Linked DNA regions of Mus musculus: regions 2, 3, 4, 5 and 6 are each linked to region 1. Evidence: chromatin contacts called from public HiChIP or PLAC-seq and promoter capture Hi-C data. All regions are on one chromosome and are shown on one strand. The core of a region is the stretch at or near the end of the contact, and the rest is flanking DNA. Distances in the headings are between cores, read along the strand shown.

Region 1 (3,672 bases), core at 1,081-3,580:
TTCCAGAGTACTGGGATGCAGGTGGGCATCACCATAGCCAGCTTCTCTGTCTCTGTCTGTCTCTGTCTGTCTCTCTGTCTCTCTTGTCTGTATGTTTAGTCTCATGTACATGGGACCATATACATACATGTGTATATTCACTTGATGGCCACAGGTTAGCCTTAGGTGTCTACCTTGACCACTTTTTACCTTACATACCTCAGGGTCTCCTGATGTCCTTGGGTTTCCATTGCTTCGATGAAACACTATGACAGGAGGCAGCATGGGTGTGTGTGTTTTGCTCCAGCTATGGAGGGTGCTGCTTAGTGGCTTGCTCCCCTTGGCTTGCTCAGCCTGATTTCTTAAACTCAGCAGGACCAGCAGCCCAGGATAGTCAGAACCCACAGTGGGCTGGAGCTTTCCACATCAACCATCAATTAAGAAAAATCCCCCACAGACTTGCCCACAGGCCAGCTAGATGGAGGCATTTTCTTGGTTGAGGTTCCCTCTTTCCAAATGACTCAAAACTAACATTGCAGTCGCTTAACCTGGCCAATGTAGTCATCTTGGCTTGCCACCTTGCTCTAGGATTCTGTCACTACTGCTTCATTGCTGGCCACCATGCCTGCCAGAAAACCACCTCTTCTGGGGTCATAAGTATGTGTATAAAGCCCCATTACTTTTGACATGCCCGGTGATTGCTGGAGTTTGGATTTGGCTGGCATGTGCTGGGAGCACATCCTCACAGCGTGGAGGGCACTGGCAGCAGGGAGGAAGCTAAGGGGTGAGAGCTGATTAGGTCCTTATGTTATCATGTGCACATAGGGATGCATGTGTGTATGGAAGCATGTGGGGGCCAGAGGTCCACATCAAGTAGTTTCCTCTTCTGATTTCCACCTTGTTTAAATTTAAAAGTTGTTTTATGAATATATGGATATTCAATTGGCATGTATCACATGTGTACCACATGTGCCTAGTGTCTACAGAGGTCAGTGAAGGTGCCAGATCTCCTGAAATTGGAGTTACAAGCAGTTGTGAGCCACTATGTAGGTGTTTGGAACGGAGGATAGGTCAGCCTGGAAGCAGAGGTCCCATGATCCAGGTTTGCACACATTTGTGAACGGAATCAAGGAATGTCACTCTGAGAGGAGTTAATGGGTAAAGAGCTTGCTCTAAGCAAGCAGGAGGATCCAGACTAGGGGCTGTGACCCCAGCACTACTGTGGAGACAGGTGGACCCATGGCCACTGTATCAAGTGAAGACAATGAGCTACAGGTTCAGTAAGAGATGCTGCCCCCAAAACACAAGGGCTGGGTGATAAAAGATTGTGCCCATCTCTGGTCTCTGTACACACACACACACACACACACACACACACACACACACAGGAGTGAGTTTACCTACACATATGTACACACACGTGCACACACACACATACACACCCAGTGCAAGAATTCAGTCCACATGGCTCTTGAATGGATGCTGCTCACCTACAGCCCATTGCTGTATCAACCTCACAGAATAGACATTCAGAAACTTGTTCCAGAAAGCACCAGAGCCTTGCAAATATCACTATTGAGGTCTTGGGTCAACACAGACATCTAAGCTTGTTTTCCCTCTCTCTCTTTTTGAGACAAGGTCAACACCTAACTGTCATTTTTTTTTTTAAAGATGCAGTCTTTTTTCTTTTTTTTTTTTTAAGTTTTATTTATTTAATGTATTTGAGTACACTACAGTGAAGGTTGTGAGCCTTCATGTGACTGCTGGGAATTGAATTTTAGGACCTCTGCTCGCTCCTGCCAACCCTGCTCGCTCCTGCCCAAAGACTTACTTATGATTATAAATAAGTAAACTGTAGCTGTCTTCAGATGCACCAGAAGAAGGCGTCAGATCTCATTACGAGTGGTTGTGAGCCACCATGTATTTGCTGGGATTTGAACTAAGGACCTTCGGAAGAGCAGTCGGTGCTCTTACCGTTGAGCGTTGAGCCATCTCTCCAGCCCCTAGAGATGCAGTCTTAACTATGTACCCCAGTTTAGGTTAGACCTCTCAGTGGTCTCCTCTCAGACTCCCCGGTACTGAGATCACAAGCGAGCCTGCACACTGAAATGTGAAGTTTATAGAATTAATGCGTTTTGAAATATTCTTCAACTTTGCTTTACTTTCTTTCCCTCCAACAAAACAAATCAAAAAACACTTTAGGCCTTCCAGGTGGCCACAGACCCCCAGGGCACATAAGTTGAGAAAGACCTCCCGCCCCGTCCAGCAAGGCCCTTATGTGGACACTCCCCTATTTGACGCCACGAGTCTCCACCCCCTAGGAGGCGGGGCCCGCGCAAGCGCGACCAGGGCTCAGGCGGAGGCGGGGCAGAAGCGGCTCTGACTTCCAACATGGCGCATGCAGGCAGCGGAGGCTCCGCGGGCCGGGGATTCGGTGGCTCCCGCTGGGGTCGTTCGGGCTCCGGAGGGCACGAGAAGCTGCCGGTGCACGTGAGTGATGTCCTTAGCCTCTTCCTGGGGACTCGGACCCCCGCGGGGATGGCGCCCCGCCGTGCGGCCCCGCCTTGGCCTCCTCTCTGCGCAGCCGGGCCCGGGGACCCCACACCCCTTCCGCGGAATCCTTCGGTCTTCGCGGCAGCCCCTCGGTTTCCCCCTAACAATTCATTTCCGCCGCTCCTCGGACTTCTCAGAGATACAGAGGTCTTTCTCGACATCTCTCAGTCATTCCTGCGATCCCTGTCATCCCCGGGACCCTTCGGTGCACCCCGAAAACCTTCGATCCTCCTAGTTGGCCCGTAGTTTCCCTTTTACGCCCCTCGGTCTTCCAAGGGATTTCGCGTCCTCCTCGAGACCCTTCGGTCGTCCCCGCCGGTCCTCGGTCCAACCCGGAACTCCTCGAGGCCCCTCGGGACTACCCGCAGGCTCTCGGGACTACCCGCAGGCTCTTGGTCCTACCCGCAGGCTCTCGGTCCTTCTAGTCGGACGTCGGCCCTCCCAGTAACACCGCAGTTATCCTCGCGGCCCTCTGCTGCCCCGTGCCACCCCTCTTCTATCCCTGGCCTTCCAGCCATCAGTCACTGCATCGCGCGACCCTGGCCCACCTCTGGCCTTCTTGTTCCCCACAGGTGGAGGACGCTCTCACCTACCTCGACCAGGTGAAGATCCGCTTTGGCAGTGACCCTGCCACCTACAACGGCTTCCTGGAGATCATGAAGGAGTTCAAAAGCCAGAGGTAATCTGCAGGGCCTTGTACACCCAGGAGCTGGGGGCTGAGCCCTCTAACCCCCAAACCAACTACACTGTGTCTCCTCAGCTGTTAATCATGCACAGGATTGGAGGGCCCTGGGAATCTCTTCTAAAACAGTCGCAAGATGAGGTGGTTCTGAGGAACTGATGGGATTCCTGGAAGGGGTGAAGGAATTGGGGAATCGAGGCCTGAACAGGGAGTGTTGGGTGTAGTCTTTATTTAAAATGTTGATTTGGGGGTGGGTAAGATGTCCCAGAGGGTAGCAGTGCCAGCCACCAAGCCTGACCACCCGAGTTTCAGCCCTAGAGAGATGAGAATTAACTCCTACAAGTTGTTGACCTGCCCTTGAGATCTGTGGTACATGCCCAAATACAGAAAATAAATGGGGTACAGATTTTGATTGTTTGGGGAAGCATTTTTTGTTAATACTGCAGGAAAATATTACT
Region 2 (3,481 bases), core at 955-3,454, 2.1 Mb after region 1:
ACCACAAATATTCTGCTCAATTTGTGTATTTTAGGACGTCTGTTTTATAATTTTGTATGACATATGGACTTCCTTAAGACTTTTTTTTCTTTACAGTACATGTGAGTACTTACGTGTGCAGGCACATGGGTACAGCACTGGCAGAGGCCAGAAGAGGGCAGCTGATGCCCTGGAGCTGAAGTTACAAGTAAGGTTCACCACCAAGTATGTGCTAGGAGCCAGACTCAGATCCTCTGCAACAGCAGCCTGTGCTCTTAATGCTGAGCCTTCTCCATCACCCCTGGGTTTGTTTTTTTGTTTCTTTGTTTCTTTGTTTGTTGTTTTGTTTTGTTTTTATGTAGTTTTTTTAAATAGTTATGTAAAATCATAGTCACAAAGAATTGATATCACTCCCTTCAAACTGGAGATGTTACACTTGGCAGCAGCTTCTACGTTTTACTAGTGGCGATTACTCGCTGTGCTCTGTACCAGGTGATAACCTGTATAAGCAACCTGTAGCTGTTCCCAGCACTGACTTTTAGTTCAAAATAAAGCAATGGAGATATACATAGCACTCTCTTTCTGTGATTTCATTAGATCAAGATGCATAAATTTAACTGTTGTGTGAGCAAACTGTCCATTTGTCCAACTTGCTGTTTGTTAACACACCTCTCCTAGATTTCTTTACTTGACCCAAGTGAAACATTAACCTAAAACCAAGATGAGGAGACAGAAATGAAATGCCAATTAATTTCAAACTCAGAAAGTAAATATATATAAGAACACCAGACTGGTTGCTGTCTTCATGAATTTGTTTCAGGCTTTGAGGAAAGCACCAGGATCTATTCAGAGAGCCAATCATGTGACTCGGCTGCCTGCAGAGCAGGAGTAGACATCCCATAAACCACTTAAGGCTTCTGACTCACTAACACTCTCCACTTTGCTCTCGCCCCTCCCTTGGAGCCTGCAATCAATCAATCAGAAGATGGCGGCTTCACTGTTGGAAAATCCCTGCTTCTTCCAGCTGGCATGAGCCTCTGTAGATCACTGCAGAACCTAATCTCTCCCCACTAAATCAGAGATTCTGGCACTTCCAGAAGATCTGCTCCTGAACAGGACCTCTTCGTCTGTTTCCCCATCTCAGGGAAGTCCTCCGTCTTCTAACTCCTCCCCCTCCAACTCAAAGAAAGGGGAACAACTGTGCCTACCCCACATCCCCCTGTAGAGAGGTCTGCATTCTAACATGAGGTTCACATTCACAGTTGGTTAGGGCATTGGTCATTCTGTGTTGTAACACTCTGAGGCTTCGCAGGACAGTCCTTAAATTCCTCCTGTCACTCCATCCCCTGTACCCCTTTGTTCTGAGCCTCGGTTTCTCCATATGCCCTACACACGCTTTAGAATGCCTTCCCTGCTCTAGCACTGGTAAGCCAAGAAACACATCTGTGAGGGACTACCCCTGGCTGAGCCTCACCCATCACACCCAGGTTCACCCTATAAACCTCTGCAAATCCCACAAATTCTCCTAAGTGTTTTAACACATTTCGCTGCGCCTTGGCCGTTCCTCCCCCACCTTCTGCTCTTCTGTTCCACCTGGCCATTTCTTCAGCACCACGCCTCTGCAAGGCATCCTGTGTCTATCCTCCAATCCTGGCTGTTTCCCTCAGCTCTCCACCCAACACCTGCATCCCATCCCATCTCCTAGGGTGGGGACTTGTTTCCCTTATCAGCCCACCCTCCTCCTTGGTTACACATTTCTCTGAGCAGAATTCCTGGCAAGATAGAGCAGTGACTGTCAGCTCCAAGCCCAGAGTTTACTGGACTGGGAATCTTTGTGGCTGTCTTGAAGACAGTAAAGGGTGATCAAGCAGGAAAAATTAATAAGGAAACCCCAAAAGAAGGAGAAACGAGTGGCTAAAGAATTTACTATGTGACTGGAAGTCAGGGAGAAGAGAACAGAATAAAGCCAACACCAGCCCAGAGAGCACTGGCCTCAGACCACAGGCCTGAGGTAAAAGTGAGCACAGACCCCCGCAGGGAGCCAGCATCGACCTTAGCCTCTACCTGAAGATCTGCAGAGGCACAGGAGCCCTGGAAGTCTCATTCCTGAGACTGGAAGCTGGGTTGAGGAAGTCCAGAAGGGCCTCTGAGAAGACCTTTCAGCCACAAAGAGGCTCAGGGTTCACTTGGCCATCTAGGGCCCATAGGTGGCAGCCTAGCCTCCCAGGGACTGCCTGAAGCCAGCAGGAAGGGGACACAAGTCAGAGAGAGGACAAAGGTGGATGCTGGCTCCAAACCTCATCCCACCAACCCTGCCTGTTTTCTCTTTGTTTTCTGGTACCATTACTCAGTTCGCTCCAGGATCCTTGCCTAGGCTGGTAACTGTGAAAGCCTCCACCACCAAGAAGATCCTCTCTGGAAAATTGAACCTCTATTTGGTGACAACTATAGACCTGTGGATAGAGGACAAGTGCCTACCAGCTCTTCTGCTGGAAGCCACCTCCTAGTCTTAAAGGTGTTCAAGGTCCATGGAAGTCCCTGTGTCCAAGGAATTGTGGCTGAATTACCCAGCATCAGGATTCCCAATCACCACCTCTGTGTCCCCAGAAGCTCCGGGAAGAAAATATACCACCCTCTGCTGGCATCTCCCTGGGCACACACAGAGTGTTCCTCCTAGCAGCAGGGCTAGGCCATGGCAGGCCCTACGATCCACAGGGACATGGAGAAGAGTTCAGGATACTGTGAAGCCCCAGAGAATCTGGGCTTGTCCTTCTCCATTGAGGCAATCCTGAAGAAACCCACAGAAAGAAGAAGTTTGCCCAGACCACAAAGCATTTGTAAAGAGGACTCCAGGCAGACAACTATCCCAGGTTCCAAGCTGGAGAGGCCCCCACAGGATCAGCCCCAAGGTAAGTGATTTCTGGTCATTTTCTTTTGTTCTTGGGGAAGGGGTGGGAGACTCAAATGATCTCTGTCAATAAAATAGGGGGGCTGTGACATCCAAAGGGATAGTAGGTCTTAAACAAGTTGCTTTTTAAGCCTTTCAGTCTAATATACAACTGTGGTATTCAGAGTGCATAAACACATAGGCTCAGGTCATTGTGATGTGCAGGGGCCCAGAGCTTATCCTTGTGACCAGGCCATGGCTGGGAATTATCAGTCACATTCATTCTGCACTGATGAGGTGGTGGGCACTTTCCTTCCATTTGGACAGAGATTGTGATAACTGGACTAATAAGAAAAGAGATGGATAATGTTACCAAGTTATAAAGCTGGAAGTCACAATCTGAACTCAGGGCCTGGAACCCCAAAGCCTTACTTCTAGCACATTCTCCCCATGAGCTGAGCTCAGCCTGCATGGCTTCTAGTAGCTGAAACTTTGTCGGGGTCTGTCCTCACAGAGTCCCCAAACCCAAGTCTGTATTCACCAGAGGGAATGCACCTAAATAAGTAAGCAGATAGTTGTCAGGCTCTCATTCAAGCCAGCATCCACTCAGGGTGG
Region 3 (3,871 bases), core at 842-3,341, 2.3 Mb after region 1:
AAGTTTCCTGTGAGAAATGGTATCAAGGAGAGGCCAGGGAAGACATGTGTGGTAGAGGAAGCAGCCAGTCCTCCATTGCCCTTGCTACAGACAGTAGTGAACTCCTAAGGAGAACCGGCTTTTTCGGGTTTGTTTTCCTCTGAAGCCTAGCCCTGTTGTATTTGTATTAAAGATTTGTACACATTTGTATAATAATCTGTACCTTGTGGTATTTGGTACTATTAGAGGAAAAATTTTGGATTCAGGCCTTCTTGCTGTTTTTATATCATTGTTTTATTTTGTTTTTTTAAATAAATCCTAGTGGTTTGATCCAAATCCTATTACAGTTGTATAAAGAAACAATATTTTGTACTTATATTAAAGATCTCATTTTTAATATTTATAGTCCAGTCTTAGCTGTCTTTTCCCTAATTGGGCTAATCGTAGTCGGTATAACTCTACTCTACCCTGACATTTCTCTATAAGGGAGTGGGGGCTGAAGAGATGGTTCACTGGTGAAGAATATTTCCTGCCCTTGATAAGGACCCAAGTTAGATCCCAACACTCATCCAATTGAATGTAACTCCAGTTTCAGAGGATCAGTCACCCTCTGTAGCCTCCTTAGGCACCAGCACACAAGTGCATATACCCACACAGAGGTACACACACACACACAAACACAAAATTTAAAAATTTTAAAACCAAATCCTGAAATAAAGGTCAAGTTACCATGTTCCTATCTATCCTGGGCCATGCAGCCCTTGGGTCTCAGGTTGAACACACCTTATATGTAAAGGCTCTCAAATATCATTTGCATGTATTATAAAAGGAGAGAATATGATAGTTGTGGCATAGCAAATGAAACCATTTAAAATATTGCTATTGGCCTAAATCAAAAAGTATCCATCAATCTTTTGTCAGAGTTGCATGAAAATTCTATGCCAAAAAACAGACAGTTCATATCCCAGGAGCTTTCCAGAGTCTTGTCTATTTTAAATAAAAAAAAAATGTGATGTCACCTCCTTGTCTCTGAGTCAACAGCCACATGGCCTGAAGTGAATATGTGCTAATACTGTGAACATTGAAATATGGAAATTTGACCTTTCATGGTTAAGGAAAAAGTTAATGGAAAAACAAAATGTTAAAAGTCATAAGTAGCAAAAAAAAAATAATAATAATAATAAGGCTGCATGCTATGATGCACATACTTCTCCAATTCCAACACCCCAGGGATCTGAGTTTGAGGCCAGACAAGGGATATTGTCAAAAAAAAAGGGGGGGTGGGGGGGACTGCAGCACCGGGTTTCAGTGTGGCAAAGTCCTAGGTATGAGCCCTGCCAAAATGGAGGAGGAAGTGTGATGGCCCACAGTACTTGTTTAATCTCAGATTAAATGTGGTGAGAGAATCGATTCCTCCACGTTTTCTTCTGACCTCTCTGTATGCACCATGGAACACACACATATAGAGTTAAAAAAAAATTTAAAAGTTTAAAACATAATGCCTTACAAAGATACAGCAAGGAGGAAGCAACCATTACGGAATGCCTTATGAGTGATTTTCATGTCACCTCAATACTCTGAAAGCATTACATTATGGATATTTACAGCTGAGGGGAACAGATAAGGAAAAAGCACTTTTCCGGTTTGCCAGGTGAGAGCCAAGGCAGATGAGGTGGCTTATGAGGTGAAAGCATTTGCCACAGGACAGGCAGTTCATTCTCTGTCTCAAGAGAGCAAAAACCCAGGCCCTTGCCTCCTCTGGCTCTTGGAGCGGGGAGACATCAAATGGAAATTTCGAGTCCGACTTGGGCAAGGAGGCTGTCATCCTCAGGGCTTGGTCCCCAGGACTAAAGGCTAAGACACTAATACTAATACCTGTCTGAGTATGCGTAACCTGACCCAGGTCTTTCCCTGGCCAGAGACCCAGTTTCAGGATGTCAAGACTTCCAGGCTCCACAGTGGCGCGCACTGAAGCTTCAGGGGCGTGGCTTAGAAGCCGGCCCTCCCAGGCCCCGCCCTGGTGTGGCGTCAGCCACGGCCCAGGGGCAGCCTAGTAGGGGGCGGGGCCTCGTGGCTGCGCTCCAGAGCCCCCGCCTGCCGGCACCACCCCGCGGGCTGGCCAACGGGTCACGTGGCGGGTCGGCGGCGCCGGCGGTTGCTGTCACCTGATTCTGGGAGCTGGTGGCAGCGGTAGCCGCGGCAATGGACTTTCTCCTGGGAAATCCGTTCAGCTCTCCGGTGGGACAACGGATCGGTGAGTCCCCGGAGCCGCGCGCAGTCCCGCCCCTGTGTGCCGCTCTGGCCTTGGCCCTGGGACCTGTCGGAGTCCGCAGTCTGGCAGACAGGAGGGAGGCTAGGCGGTGAGGCTGGCGCGGCGCTCTGGGCTCCGCCCACCCTATGACCCACCTGATTGACAAGAACACGGGCCAATCGGAAGTCTTATATGGGGATTGATGCTTGATGTAGCCAATAGGCAGTGGAAGGAGGCGGTCCTGGGCGGATGTGGTTCAGCCAATGTGTGCGTGCTGGGGTCCGAGTAGAGGGAGAAAGTTTGGGTTAAAGGGACTGCTGTGATGAGAAGGCGTTGGGCCGCGCCACCACCGGGCGCGCGCAGACTAAGAGCCCCTCCCGGGCTGGCGGCGTCTTGATCATTCGCCGCGTCACCGACTCTTCACATTCCGAGACGCCGGGGTGTCTAGGTTCGGCCGCGCCTCTGTCCCCATGGTCGGGAGTCTCGGGTTTATGTGACGTCGCCCCCGTGATGGTCCTCGCCCATAGTTAAAGGGTCATGGCCCAGCCTTCCTGGACTTGTTTGATCATTAAATGCATTAATAAGATAGCACTGAGGATGTTTCCTGGCACATGGCTAACGCCTGTCATTGTCAACGTGTTACCACCTACTGGGGCTGGAGCCCATGGGAAGGTGCCGGCTCCCAGCACCTACTCTCGGGCAAAGGCCAGGCGGCGACGTTTCCCCAGGAATGGGTGGTCTGGGCGTGACATCCATACCCCCTTACCTGAAGGGTCCCGACGGCATTGTGAAATTGGGAAGGCCGAATCTGAAAGCTAAGGCTTCCCCTGAAACTGTTAACCCAGCTCTGTGTTGTAACCAACACTGCAGCTGTTAGTAGCTCTTTTGAGGTTCTCATCAGTTCTCTGCAAGGGAGCTCTGATGCCTGAAGCCCAGGTGCTTCACCATAAATCGTTGTTTGAGACCTGGAAAGAGAAGGCAGTCTTCTTCGCAGATTTCCTATGTAAAACAGGCAAATTAGTCTGGCCTTCAAAGCCAGCCTCAAAGTCCTGAGACTTTTTGGATAAAGTCTTTTGGGTTCAGTCTTTTAAACTGCCTGTCAGTTCAAAGCTCAGCATCTCTCCTGCCCTGAAAGTTGCCTGCCTTGGGCAAGAAATACTTCTGATTAAGAGTACTGCTACATCAGTACCTCAGAACACTGACTAAATCTCACTGCTGGACCCTTTCTGCCTTGGGGTTCATGTCAGACCTATCCAAGACTCAGATGGGCAGGTGTAGGGTTCCCAGTTCTCTTTGCAACTGGCTGGGAAACCACACGTTTTGAAATTTCCCACCAGAAGCAGTGGTTCACATCTGTAATCCTATACCCAGGAGACTAAGACAGGAGGATTGACACAAAGTCCCAGGCTAGCTGATTCTGAAATTAGTTGCAGGGTAACATAAGCTGCAGAGTAAGACCCAAAACCAAGTGAATTGAGACAAGATGGCAAAGCTGTAAAAGAGCCAGGTATGGTGGCACATGCCTATAATCCCAGCATTCAGGAAGCTGACACAGGATGATTTTGAACTCAAGTCCAGCCTGGGCTACAGAGACCCTAACTTAAAGAACAACAACAGTATCGGTGTTACATACTCTTCCGT
Region 4 (3,619 bases), core at 733-3,232, 2.5 Mb after region 1:
GGCAAACCACCTCTTCCTGGCCCCTCCCCCATCCCGATGCATCTTCTCTCATATAGTATTCCTGGAGGATGTCAAGATACTTTAATGTTTGATGAGCAACCCATTTCCTGTGTTTTAAGCCCAAGGCCATGTTAACGATTTTGTTACTCAATGGACTTGGCAGTATTGATGCTCATTCAAAAATAACCCAAGCATGGACCAGAGACTTCCACAACTGGTCCAGGGAGGAACATTTGGGTGGTGAGCGACAGAACTGGAGCACAGAGCTCTCACCCAGGCTTTCCTGCCTATGACACACACAGCTCCCAGAGAAGGCTGTCCCACAAAGGAGACATTCCCTATGCGCAGGACCAGGAATTGAAGGGAACACAGCACCTACTTCTTTCTGGTCCACCTAAAGGAGTCCGTAGAAAAATGTCTGCTTTGGGCGAAAGAACTTCCACCCCTTCCAAGCCTCGCCCGCACATCTCCCTGGATAAAGGCAGGCTCCAGCTGCAGTTCAGAGGCCTTGCTTTGTTTTCGGGCTTGTTTTATACTAACCTTCTATTTATGGCCTGGGACACAGGCTTCCCATGTAAGGCAATGACATTAATGAGACTGAAAAATGTGTTGGGGGTAGCGGGTCTTGGATTAAAGAAAACATTAAGAAATATGTGGCCCGTGGAAGCAAGAACGCCTGATGTCTGGCTTGGTTCAAAGCGCTCCCTAGGATAGCACGCTCTGGCTCTGTCAGGGACGGGAAGACTAGGTCCCACCAAGCCAGAGGAGGTCTCTCCATAGAGTTCACTCTGAGCTGCTTCCATTACCCAAGGTGATTCAGGGCCCCTCGTGGCTGCACGTGTGCCGCCCATGTGCTCCGCAGGCCAAGCGTTCGCAATGGAAGCCGCGGCCTGGACCGGGCTCCCGGCGAACGTAGGTGGGCATCGGAGGGGGTGGAGGTTCGCTCAGGGCGAGGTTGGGAGGTCAGGAGCGGGTTCCCACAGTTTGGGCTGGCTTGCGGGCGAGTGCGTGCTCAGTGTCAGCCTCCCAGGCCCGTGCCTTACGGTCTTCCGGTCACGGTGCGCGTGGCCGAAGCCTCGGGATAGCCCTCCTCCCCCGCGGCCCCAGCCCCACGCGCCCGGGCACGCGTAGCCGCAGATTGCCGCGGCTCCTAGACTGGGGTGGGGCGGAGGCGGGACCTGGCCGCGGGACCCGCCGCTGATTGGCTGCTCATGGCGGGGGCGGGGTGCAGGCGGCAGAGCCCAGGCGGCGGCGCTGGGCAGGTGGGCTCGGGACGTAGCGCGCGCCAGGGCCCGAGGTAGGCGTAGGTTGCGCATCTGGAGCCCGAGCTTGAGCCACCGGGAGAGCACGAGGGAGGAACCCACCCTAAGAAACTTCTCCTCGCTTGGGGAGAGGAGGCACAGTGCGGAGCGACGTGGGCTTCAGGCGAAGTTGGAGCTGCTGAGCTTCGGGGCGGCGTTCGAGGCCCCCTCCCACTTGCGCGCTGAGCGCAGCTAGCGGCGTCGGGCGAGGAGCAAGCGGCGGTCCTTTCCGCGAGGGTCGGCTGCCCGACTGAGGGCAGCCGGGAAGGACGGCCCGGCGCACAAACCCCTCTACCCTGCACGCGGCCACCCGCTTTGCGTCCAGAGAAGGAGGTAACGTAAGCTGCCAGGCGGGTTCGTAGGCCGATCGTCACCCCCAAAAGTCCTCCTGAGTCTCCGGGGTTCGCTTCTATATCCCCGGAGTCGTGCCCCTTCCCCTTCAGCGCGGAGCTCCAGGCGGGGGCACCCCGTACTGGACGTCCCCAAACCTTCGAGCACCTGGCTCAACCGGAGTCCCCCCTGTCGGGGCAGGGCAGGGCCGCCGGCGGCGAGCCGGAGCCAGCCCAGCGCCCCAGCCCCGCCGAGCCCTCGGAGCCCACCCATGGGTCATCATCCCCTGATCCGCGGGCCTCCTCGCCCTGTCGCGCTCAGCCCAGCTCCGGGCGCCGCGCGCAGGAGGATCCGTACGCAGTGACCCTGGAGCCCCCGCAGACGCCGGGAGACTCAGCGGTCGGAGCGGCAGGCGGCTCCCCGCACCTCCAGGAGCTTCCAGGGAGCCCTCCAAGCCGTGCTCGGGGTCCGTCCCGCTGTTCTCAGGTAAGGGAGACATCCCAATAGAACAGGAGAGGTAGCTAGGTGGAGTGGGGCAGCCGGCTCAGTAGAGGGACGCAAGCTCGGTGACGCTGGCATTTTATGACAAAGGAAACTTAAACTGTACCCTCTACGTGCTGAGATGCTTTATACACGTAGAGCATTAAGCTCACTAGATGCCTAGCCTACTACCTCTGGTGGTCTTTAGCCCCTTACATAGCGTAGGAAAGTGGATTTATTGAGCTCTTGTGTGCTCCGTTTGTCCCTGGGAGCTTTCTTTTAGACCAAGAGACAGTCCACTTTAAAAGGAGGAAACTGAGACTCAAGAGGAAGAGGCAGTTACCCTCCCTAGATAAAACCTCAAGCAAGAATGATCAGGGGTCCTTTAACCTATCCTAGCGTCCCTTGAGCTTTGGAGCATTTCCTGCAATGTTTCCTTGCTACCATGGTTTCCTGAACTCAAGTGGCCAGTGTGTGGGGCCTCTGAGCCACACTCTCTTGCCCACCTCTGCCACCAGTCCACGAAGGATGAGGAAGGGTATTGGATTGTCCTGGACCTCCTGGAAGCTAGACTAGGGTCTGGAGCAACGACCGGCTTTGGACTCTCTGATTCAGGTTCCTCCTAAGCCTCAGAGGGACAAAAAAGAGTCCCTGCAAGTCGTCCACGGGGCTGGGAGCAGCCGGGTGGCTCATGACTACTCAGAGAGACTGCCCAAAGAAAAGAGTCTTGTATTGGAAAGGTTTCTGGGTACCTGACCGTGTTGCGTTTGTTTCTACCCAACGTTTAACAGAGAGGTGAGCTGAGTGCACAAACCAGATCACTCAGAGGTTCTGTGCTGACACAGCTGATCATCCAGAAACAGATGCCCCCTGTTCTCTGCCCTCCTGACATCCCCAGGATGGGAAGGGTGGCTTTGTAAAGCTCCTGAGACTCCCCAGAGCCTAGGGGAGGAGTCAGGACTACAGCGTGTCAGTCCTAAGAGGCTTGGGATGTGCACACAGGTGTGGCAGGTAGTGTAGTGAACCTGGCTCTGGGGTGCACCCAAGGAACTCATCCTGACCAATCTGTACCTGTTCAGCTCCCATCAAGCACTGGGGCAGACACAAGGGTGAATGGCCCACAGTTGCACTGCTTGTGAGCTGCTGGCAGGGTATGCAGAGTCCTGGGCAGGATGCCACCCCAGCTGCCTAGAGGGAGAGAGGAAACAGGACTATAACATGGATCACAGAGTCATTCCCTGTCCAGTGCCAACTGGGGCTCCACTGAGTCAGAGCTATTAGGAGAAGACTAGTTGAAGCCACTAGAGGGGTGGGAGTGGTGTTTTGAAGAGGTGAGATTGGACTCGGGCAGCCACTCAACTTTCCTGAGAACTAGAGTCCCCATCTGTTCCTGCAGAGCGTCTCATAAGAATAAGGCAGCCCCAGCATGACATGCCTAGGGATGATGGGCACTATTTCTGGGGACAGCCCCACTTCTATCTTTGAGGTACCTTCCAGCACTCTGCTTA
Region 5 (3,628 bases), core at 881-3,380, 2.4 Mb after region 1:
GTGTGTGTGTGTGTTCTTCCGTTATTATGAGCTGTTATTCCATTGTCACTGCTTCTCGTGGCAGAGAAATGGCAGCTCTCTTTACCGTGTGCCACAGATTCTTGGGTACATGCAGGTGAGACTTGGCCATCCCATTCCCCTCTGTGGGGAATCAACCCTTGATGGGCAGTTGTTGACTTCCATTCTCCTTCTCTCAGAGTCGAGGACTTAGAACCACCATTTCATTTTAGCCTTAAAAACAGAAGAAGAGCGAGTCATGGTAGTGCACGCCTTTAATCCCAGCACTTGGGAGGCAGAGGCAGGCAGATCTCTGAGTTTGAGTTTTGCCTGGTCTTCTGAGTTTGAGGCCAGCCTGGTCTACAAAGTGAGTTCAAGGACAGCCAGGGCTACACAGAGAAACCCTGTTTTTTTTGGGGGGGGGAAGAAAGAAAATATAATGTCCAAAATTAACTGTAAATCCCTCCTGCTTAGGAACACCAGAGGTAACTACCCGAATGCAGGGAGTTGTAGGTCATGGGAAAGTACTGAGCCTATAGGTTTGTCCTTATAAACCCCTGAAACATGAGGCTCAAGGCCATTATCAGCTGGGAAATCCCAGAGAACATACCTGGTCAAAGTCCATCCCCAAAGGTTAGTATTTAATATTTAAAGCTTGCTTCTAACTTGGCCCAAAATGTTGGAGTTGGTTTTTCTGGAGAATCTCAGGATTAACAAAACAAAGAAACAAAAGAATGAAATCTTTGTTGACATCAAAAGTCATTTTGAGGCTGGAGAGATGGCCTGTGGTTGACAGTACTTTCTGCTCTTACAGAGGACTTGAATTCAGTTGTGAGCATGGGCAGCTCACTACCACCTTAATTCCCAGTTCTAGGGGATCCAATGCCCTTTTCTGGCCTTCTCAGGCACCTATATGCACCCAGCATGAATGCATGCATACATATACATGGGCCTATACACACACATAAAATAAATAATATTCTTTTCATTGTTGTCTTCTCCAGACAGGGTTTCTCTGTGTAACCTCTGCTGTCCTGGAACTCACTCTGTAGACCACACTGGTTCCAAACTCACAGAGATCTGCCAGCCTCTGCCTCCTAGGTGCTAGAATTAAAGGAATGTGCCATCACTACCCAGAAAATAGTAAATACTTTTTAAAGAAATATTTTAAGAAGTAAATACTTTTAACAACAACAAAAGAGGACATACAAAACTATGGAGGCTTTGAAGAACCACCCAGTATGTCTGTGTCATGTCTGTTCTGTACTGAAGAGTCCAGCTCATCAGGAATTCAGAAGGTGAATTCCAAGCCTTACCCTGCTAAGCAGCAGTGGGTATCTGTGGTGATAGATGTGTCAGAGCTATGTGTCCTGACTTCACAGTCTTCTGTACCTGGGCATCAGGAAGTCATGGTGTGGACCAGGTTCTAGGAGAGCGCCGAGAAGGCAGCCAAACACTCGGGTGCTGCACTCCATGAGACCCTGGGCAGAACACTTCAACCTCCAGCTCAGATTCCCCACCTGTAAAACTGGAGCCATCTATGTCCCCACCATGATATATAGGGATAAACCATGGAAAAGTTAATCAAGGCAAGTGTCAGCAAACCAAGCAGAACTGTGAACATAAAGGATTGAAAAAACCAGCTATCCTAAGAGTTCCGGGAAGGTAGACTCAGGTAGTGTGGGTCAATCCCTGGGTTTGCCCACCAGCATCTCACATTTAGGATCGTCTTATAGTTCTGAAACCTTCAAGATTCCTGAAGGGCTACTCCCGTCTTCCTGTCACTGAGTAGAGTAGAGGGTTCTGGAAAGGACCCAAATTCTGCCAAGAGGCAACTCATTCAGATCTCTTCTCTTCTCTTCTCTTCTCTTCTCTTCTCTTCTCTTCTCTTCTCTTCTCTTCTCTTCTCTTCTCTTCTCTTCTCTTCTCTTCTCTTCTCTTCTCTTCTCTTCTCTTTTTTTTCTCTCTCTCTCCCTTTTTTTTGTAACAGACTTGCCAGAGTCATATGATTTATCCCCTTACAGGCAGGGCCCGCCTCCGGGCTGGATGTTGCAACAGCAGCGAGAACGCCGGCTCAGCTGGGCGGCCACCACGTGACCCGCGTACTTAAAGGGCTGGCGCGGGCAGCTGCTCGCTCACGGTCTCCAGTCGCCTCCAGAGTTTCCGCATACAACCAGTGAGTGGAGCCTGCCCGCGCAGAGCCGTCTCGAGCATAGCCCGGAGCCTGAATCGAGCAGAACCAGCCTGAACTAGCCCAGTCCGGTGATGGAGCGTCCACAGCCCGACAGGCAAGCGACTGTGTGGGGAAGGGAGCTGTGACCGGTGTCCCTTATCCTGCCTGGGAATGCAGGCTGCGGGGCCAGGGGACGAGTTACCGCCCAGTCTACCTGTAGCTATGGGAAGCTGGAGGGAGAAAATGTGATTCACTCCTCTGACACGCTGGAGGTGACGATTGGGAGTGTCTTGTAGTATCCAGGTTTGAGGGATGGTGAACGCACTGCTAAGTCCTGGAACCCGTACTCACTATTCTTGGGGTTGGGGGTTGGGGAGCTTGTCTTTTGCTGGCGCGGAGTGGTCACTTATCAATTTCCAACCTCAGACGATTTGTAAGATGCAGGGAGGCCAGTAGCAGAACTAGAGGGTGCTGAGGTTGGGGTGTTTTTTGTTTGGGGGTGTGTGGGGAGAGGAGGGGTTTTTGTGTGTTTTGTTTTGGAGACAGGGTCTATGTAGTCCTGGAACTCTGGAACTCCCTAGTAGATCAAGTTGGCCTTGAACTCCAGTTCGCTTCACTTTGCTTCCTGAGATTGAACGTGCTCCACCACCATGCTTGGCTTCTCCTCCTCCTCCTCCTCCTCCTCCTCCTCCTCCTCCTCCTCCTCCTCCTCCTTCTCCTCCTCCTCCTCCTTCTCCTCTTTGACTTTTGAGACAGAGTTCCTCTTTGTAGCCCTGGATGTCTTGGAATTCACTCTGTAGATCCGGCTGGCCTAGAACTCAGAGATCTGTCTGCTTCTGCCTCCCTAGTGCTGACATTAGAGGCATGTGCCATTCCACCCAGCTCTTTTTTTTTTTTTTTTTAATAAACCCAATCATACTTTTTTTAAAAAAAAGTTTTTTTTTAAAATATTTATGTATTTATTTATTTATTTATTTAATGTATATGAGTACACTATAGCTGTCATCAGACACAGCAGATGAAGGTGTCAGAACCCACCATGTGGTTGCTGGGAATTGAACACAGGACCTTTAGAAGAGCAGTCAGTGCTCTTGACCGCTGAGCCACCTCTCCAGCCCACCAACCTTATTTTTATATTTTTATTTAAAGTGTCTCATTACATTTTATTTATTGTGCATGTAGAGTGACACATTAAACATGTGAAGGTCAGAGGACTTGAAAGGAGTCATTTCTCAGACCACCATGTGGGTTCCAAGAAAGATTGGCTTATCAGGCATGGTGGCAAGTGCTTTTCCTGGCTGAGCCTCCTTCCAGTGTTTAATCCTCATCCCTGACTTTAGCAGTAAGGATTGAATTTAGTACTTCAGACATTCTAGGCAAGCACTGTACCACTAAGGTACAGTATCGGCACCTTTTTGATTTAAAGATCGTGCCGGACTGGTCTGAAACTCTCCAATC
Region 6 (3,638 bases), core at 169-2,668, 2.9 Mb before region 1:
ATGACTGAGAGGTCATTTGGGGGTGAAGGCACACCCCCAAATGGTGATCACTCCAAACTGCAAACCTAGAGTTCTCCGCCGTACTTGCAATGAACTTGCCTGCCTAATAACCTCGGGGAGAAGTGAGCCTGCTGCACCTGCTAAGGTTTCAGGAATTTCTTCAGCCTCTGAATTATTTCCTGAGTCTTAACGGACCTCTCTGTAGAGAGCAGGCTCAGAGGGCAAGAGCATTTGCTGCCAAGCCCAAGGACTGGAGACTAATCCCCTGGGGTGGGATAGAGTGAAGAGAAGCGAGGAGACAAGGCCTGCCTTTAGAACTTCCTTAGTCCTCTTATCAAACTTTCCTCCAGTCATTTCAACTGAGAGAAAATCACTATGCAACAGCAGGCTGCAGTCAGGGGGCTGTGTGAGTTTTTCTATTTGTTTGTTTTTACAAAGAATGAAACCCAGGATTTCAAGAATGCTGGGCAAGCACTCTAACACTGAACTAGCCAACACTTTTATTTTTTTTTTTAAGTCTGGAAAAAGTCTCCTTAAGTTCTCAGATGACCTTGAAGTTGTCATCTTCCTACTTCAGCTTTGCTTATACATGAGATGCCCTGCACTACCAAGCAAAATAACATTGAAAAAGAATAAAAATGATCTATATTGGATCTGGGTAGGGTGGCCAGCACTCGCGAGTCAAAGGCAGCGGCCACTATCAGCACTGGCTGCTCTTCCAGAGGATCTGTATTTAATTCCCAGAACTCACACTCACAACTAACTGTAACTCCAAATCCAGGATTCAGACACATTCTTTTTTTTTTTTTTTTACCCGCTCCCACCTCAGACGAATTCTTAGGGCCCCGTAGGAACTGCACAGCGCGCGCGCGCACACACACACACACACACACACAGAGACAGATACATACTTATATATTTTTAAATCTTCAAAACCTTCTTATGGCTGTGTTTAAATAACAGTACTTGTACAGAATAGTTGCATAAAGCATCATAGTATATTTCATAAGTACCTAATTTTCCATTTATGTTAATGTGACCTTGTGTACTTATTACCGTATGGCTTGCATGGAAAAGGCACCCTCAACCCTACCTTGCGAAAGCTCCGCCTCCTCCCAAACCCGCCCTCAAAAGGTCCCAAGTCCTAAAGTTTGTATCTTAGGGTAAGCTTTTCTCCTCCCCAAACGGAGGCTCTTTCCTAGATAGATGCCGGAAAAGTTGCTGAGAAGGGACGGGCTCTTCCGTTTCAGGGTCTCTTGCTGATGTCAATCCCGCCCTGCCCGTCTACATCTTTTGCGTTCTTAGTTCGCCACGGCCGACCTTAGCAAGCTGATTTGGACCTTTGGTACCTTCTTTGTCATGGCGGCGCCCTGAACAGACACTTGTGTTAACCCACCTAACGGTTTACCTAGGCGCTTCCTATTCCAAGGTGGCGCTCAGACCTTACCGGAAGTAATAGACCGGAAGTGGGGCGGTGCCTCTGCCGGAAGCCAGCGCAGCGCTGGGAAAGATGGCGGTGGTGGGCAACGCGGTTCCTTGCGGAGCCCGGCCTGGCGGGGCCCGGGACAACGGGTCTCCTCAGCCTGGGTCGCGATTGCGGCCGGGCCTAGCTGCCGGGCCAGCACTCATAGCGAACGGCGACGAACTGGTGGCCGCCGTGTGGCCGTACCGGCGGCTGGCGCTTCTGCGGCGCCTCACCGTGCTGCCGTTTGCCGGGCTGCTGTACCCAGCCTGGCTGGGCGCCGCCGCCAGCGGTTGCTGGGGATGGGGCAGCAGCTGGACCCAGATACCCGAGGCCGCGCTGCTGGCGCTCGCCACCATCTGCCTCGCGCACGCACTCACTGTCCTGTCGGGGCATTGGTCTGTGCACGCGCACTGCGCGCTCACCTGCACCCCGGTAAGTGCGCGCGCGCGCCCGACCCCGACCCGGACCGGGACCCAGGCACAATGGGGCCTAGCGGGGGTACCGGGCTGCCGCGGGCTTGCGAGTCTCCAATCTTAACAGCTCGATTCTCCAGCGGCGCCCCCTGTCCTATGGCTCAGGCCTACTTCTGACCCCGCTGTGACTCGCCATGCAGTTGTGGCTGGTTATTTTGATTCACAAGAAACACCTGGAACACACTTAGAGCAGGATCCATATGCTACTGTTAGTGTGAATTGTTCTCTTAGCTCCCATATGGTGTATTGTTCTTGGAACGGTTCCGCCTTGCTTCTCCGTCATCTCCTACCTTGGTTTTGGTTTTCTTTTCTTACTCTTTTTTTTTTTTTCCTGTAAGATAGGATCTCACTATGCAGCCTTGGGTCGTCTAGGACTCACTGAGAACCGCCTAGCTCTGCCTCCAGAGTTCTCGGGTTAAAAGCCTGTGTCACTATTTCTGGCTTCTACTCTTGTGTTGGTCTTTCTTTCTTTTTTTTTTTTTTAAGTGTTAGATTAGACCTGTGGGGTAATACCCCCAAATGTATGAAGCCAAGTCCTATGGCCCAGTGTTCAGCTTCTGTCTGTCCCTTGCTAGACCCAAAAGAGAGTGTAATTCATTCTGGTGCTGAAGATGGCCAGGAACTACTTGTAAGTGACTTAAAATAGCGTAGAGTCTCAAGTTATCGGTAAGGTATGGTTAAGATGAGGGCTTGTCAGAATGGTGCAGTGATTCTAAATTCAGAACTCTAAACATAGTGTCACTACAGGAAGCACTGACTTTAAGGTACTCTAGGTTGAGGGTAATACCCAGTGAGCACACTACAGATCACCAGATTTGAAGCCTGGCACACCAATATCTGTTCTGGGTAGGTCTTTAGAAAAGGGAGGCAGTGTCAGTGACTGAAGGAAATCCTGAGTACCCTCATATACACCCTCAATGGCTATGTGTGCGCATTGAATTCTTAGTACCAAGAGAAGGCATCCTGTTTCCTTCATTAATATTTATCCCTGAAGAGGGGCCCAAATTTCTGAGCTTGGCACCCAGGGTCAATAGATGGGTGTGTGTGTGTGTAAGCGCTTGCGCTCATGTGTGAGACATTCGGTCCCTAGCATTCTAGCTGTCCTTTGGACTGTAGCTGAGAACTTCCTTTTCTAGAAAGGAGGAGAGGGAAGAGCTAAGCAGCCTTGGGTGAGGAGGCAGATCAGGCTTTGCTTCTCTCTAGGTTTCACTGGGTTTCAGTTTCACCCTACTGTACAGTGAAAGCTGAAACACCTCCCTCCGGGGTCACTGAGGAAAGCTAAGGTAACCTATAATGGGGGGGCACCCTCCGTGGCACCTTTACCCATCTTCCGCTGTGTTAGTTCATCATCAAGTGTTAGTTTCAGGGCCACCACCTTGTGTCCCACCTCCACCTCTAGTCATTGCAAGGCTGACCAGAGGTGGAGGAATGGGGGAATGTTTCTTGTGTCACGAAAGTAGCATGCATAAAACCACTGGGGAAGAAGGTAGAATCATTTGTTACTGCAGAAGGCAGATAACAGTAAGATTCCCAGGGAACTTCAGATGGAGCCACCTGGGGAGGATTCCCGAGTAGGTGACACTTGAGCAAAAGCCTGAATGGATCAGGAGAGCGGATCCATTTTCCAAGAAAAATTATCTCGAGGTGTTTTAAGTCTGCTTATGGTTTTACACCACGTCCTTAGCTGTCTTTGGCTGCAT

What was found. Promoter capture Hi-C pulls out the DNA fragments that hold promoters and counts their contacts. HiChIP or PLAC-seq counts read pairs in DNA pulled down with a chosen protein or histone mark.
Region 2: a contact with region 1 is called in an H3K27ac HiChIP or PLAC-seq map of embryonic stem cells, with 12 times the contacts expected there. The contact joins the promoter of Isx here to the promoter of Sin3b in region 1. A contact is called at or near these places in 3 of 39 promoter capture datasets (cranial neural crest, embryonic stem cells and hippocampal neurons) and 5 of 115 datasets of contacts at active chromatin or transcription factors (astrocytes, embryonic stem cells, neural tube and 1 more).
Region 3: a contact with region 1 is called in an H3K27ac HiChIP or PLAC-seq map of extraembryonic endoderm stem cells, with 15 times the contacts expected there. The contact joins the promoter of Tom1 here to the promoter of Sin3b in region 1. A contact is called at or near these places in 6 of 39 promoter capture datasets (cranial neural crest, embryonic stem cells, frontonasal cranial neural crest and 3 more), 8 of 115 datasets of contacts at active chromatin or transcription factors (cardiomyocytes, differentiating embryonic stem cells, embryonic limb bud and 5 more) and 2 of 9 other capture datasets (adipose tissue and embryonic stem cells).
Region 4: a contact with region 1 is called in a promoter capture Hi-C map of hippocampal neurons, with 11 times the contacts expected there. The contact joins the promoter of Rasd2 here to the promoter of Sin3b in region 1. A contact is called at or near these places in 2 of 39 promoter capture datasets (cranial neural crest and hippocampal neurons) and 1 of 115 datasets of contacts at active chromatin or transcription factors (stem cell-derived neural progenitor cells).
Region 5: a contact with region 1 is called in a promoter capture Hi-C map of liver, with 11 times the contacts expected there. The contact joins the promoter of Hmox1 here to the promoter of Sin3b in region 1. A contact is called at or near these places in 7 of 39 promoter capture datasets (cranial neural crest, embryonic stem cells, frontonasal cranial neural crest and 4 more), 1 of 484 Hi-C or Micro-C datasets (B cells), 8 of 115 datasets of contacts at active chromatin or transcription factors (acute myeloid leukemia, embryonic forebrain, embryonic hindbrain and 5 more) and 1 of 9 other capture datasets (adipose tissue).
Region 6: a contact with region 1 is called in a promoter capture Hi-C map of pre-B cells, with 4 times the contacts expected there. The contact joins the promoter of Atp13a1 here to the promoter of Sin3b in region 1. A contact is called at or near these places in 1 of 39 promoter capture datasets (pre-B cells) and 1 of 9 other capture datasets (liver).

Annotation. Positions count from the first base shown.
Region 1 is chr8:72,720,940-72,724,611 of GRCm38.p6, forward strand. Sin3b (transcriptional regulator, SIN3B (yeast)) reads left to right here and starts at 2,331. Exons shown (of 19, transcript NM_009188.4): 1 at 2,331-2,469; 2 at 3,105-3,211. The coding sequence starts at 2,371.
Region 2 is chr8:74,870,970-74,874,450 of GRCm38.p6, forward strand. It overlaps Isx (intestine specific homeobox), which reads left to right and starts at 2,205. Exons shown (of 4, transcript NM_027837.3): 1 at 2,205-2,888. The coding sequence starts at 2,672.
Region 3 is chr8:75,031,595-75,035,465 of GRCm38.p6, forward strand. Tom1 (target of myb1 trafficking protein) reads left to right here and starts at 2,092. Exons shown (of 15, transcript NM_011622.3): 1 at 2,092-2,233. The coding sequence starts at 2,182. It overlaps Hmgxb4 (HMG box domain containing 4), which reads left to right. Exons shown (of 11, transcript NM_178017.2): 11 at 1-384.
Region 4 is chr8:75,211,962-75,215,580 of GRCm38.p6, forward strand. It overlaps Rasd2 (RASD family, member 2), which reads left to right and starts at 1,983. Exons shown (of 3, transcript NM_029182.1): 1 at 1,983-2,117.
Region 5 is chr8:75,091,488-75,095,115 of GRCm38.p6, forward strand. Hmox1 (heme oxygenase 1) reads left to right here and starts at 2,131. Exons shown (of 5, transcript NM_010442.2): 1 at 2,131-2,285. The coding sequence starts at 2,263.
Region 6 is chr8:69,789,745-69,793,382 of GRCm38.p6, forward strand. It overlaps Atp13a1 (ATPase type 13A1), which reads left to right and starts at 1,419. Exons shown (of 26, transcript NM_133224.2): 1 at 1,419-1,897. The coding sequence starts at 1,511.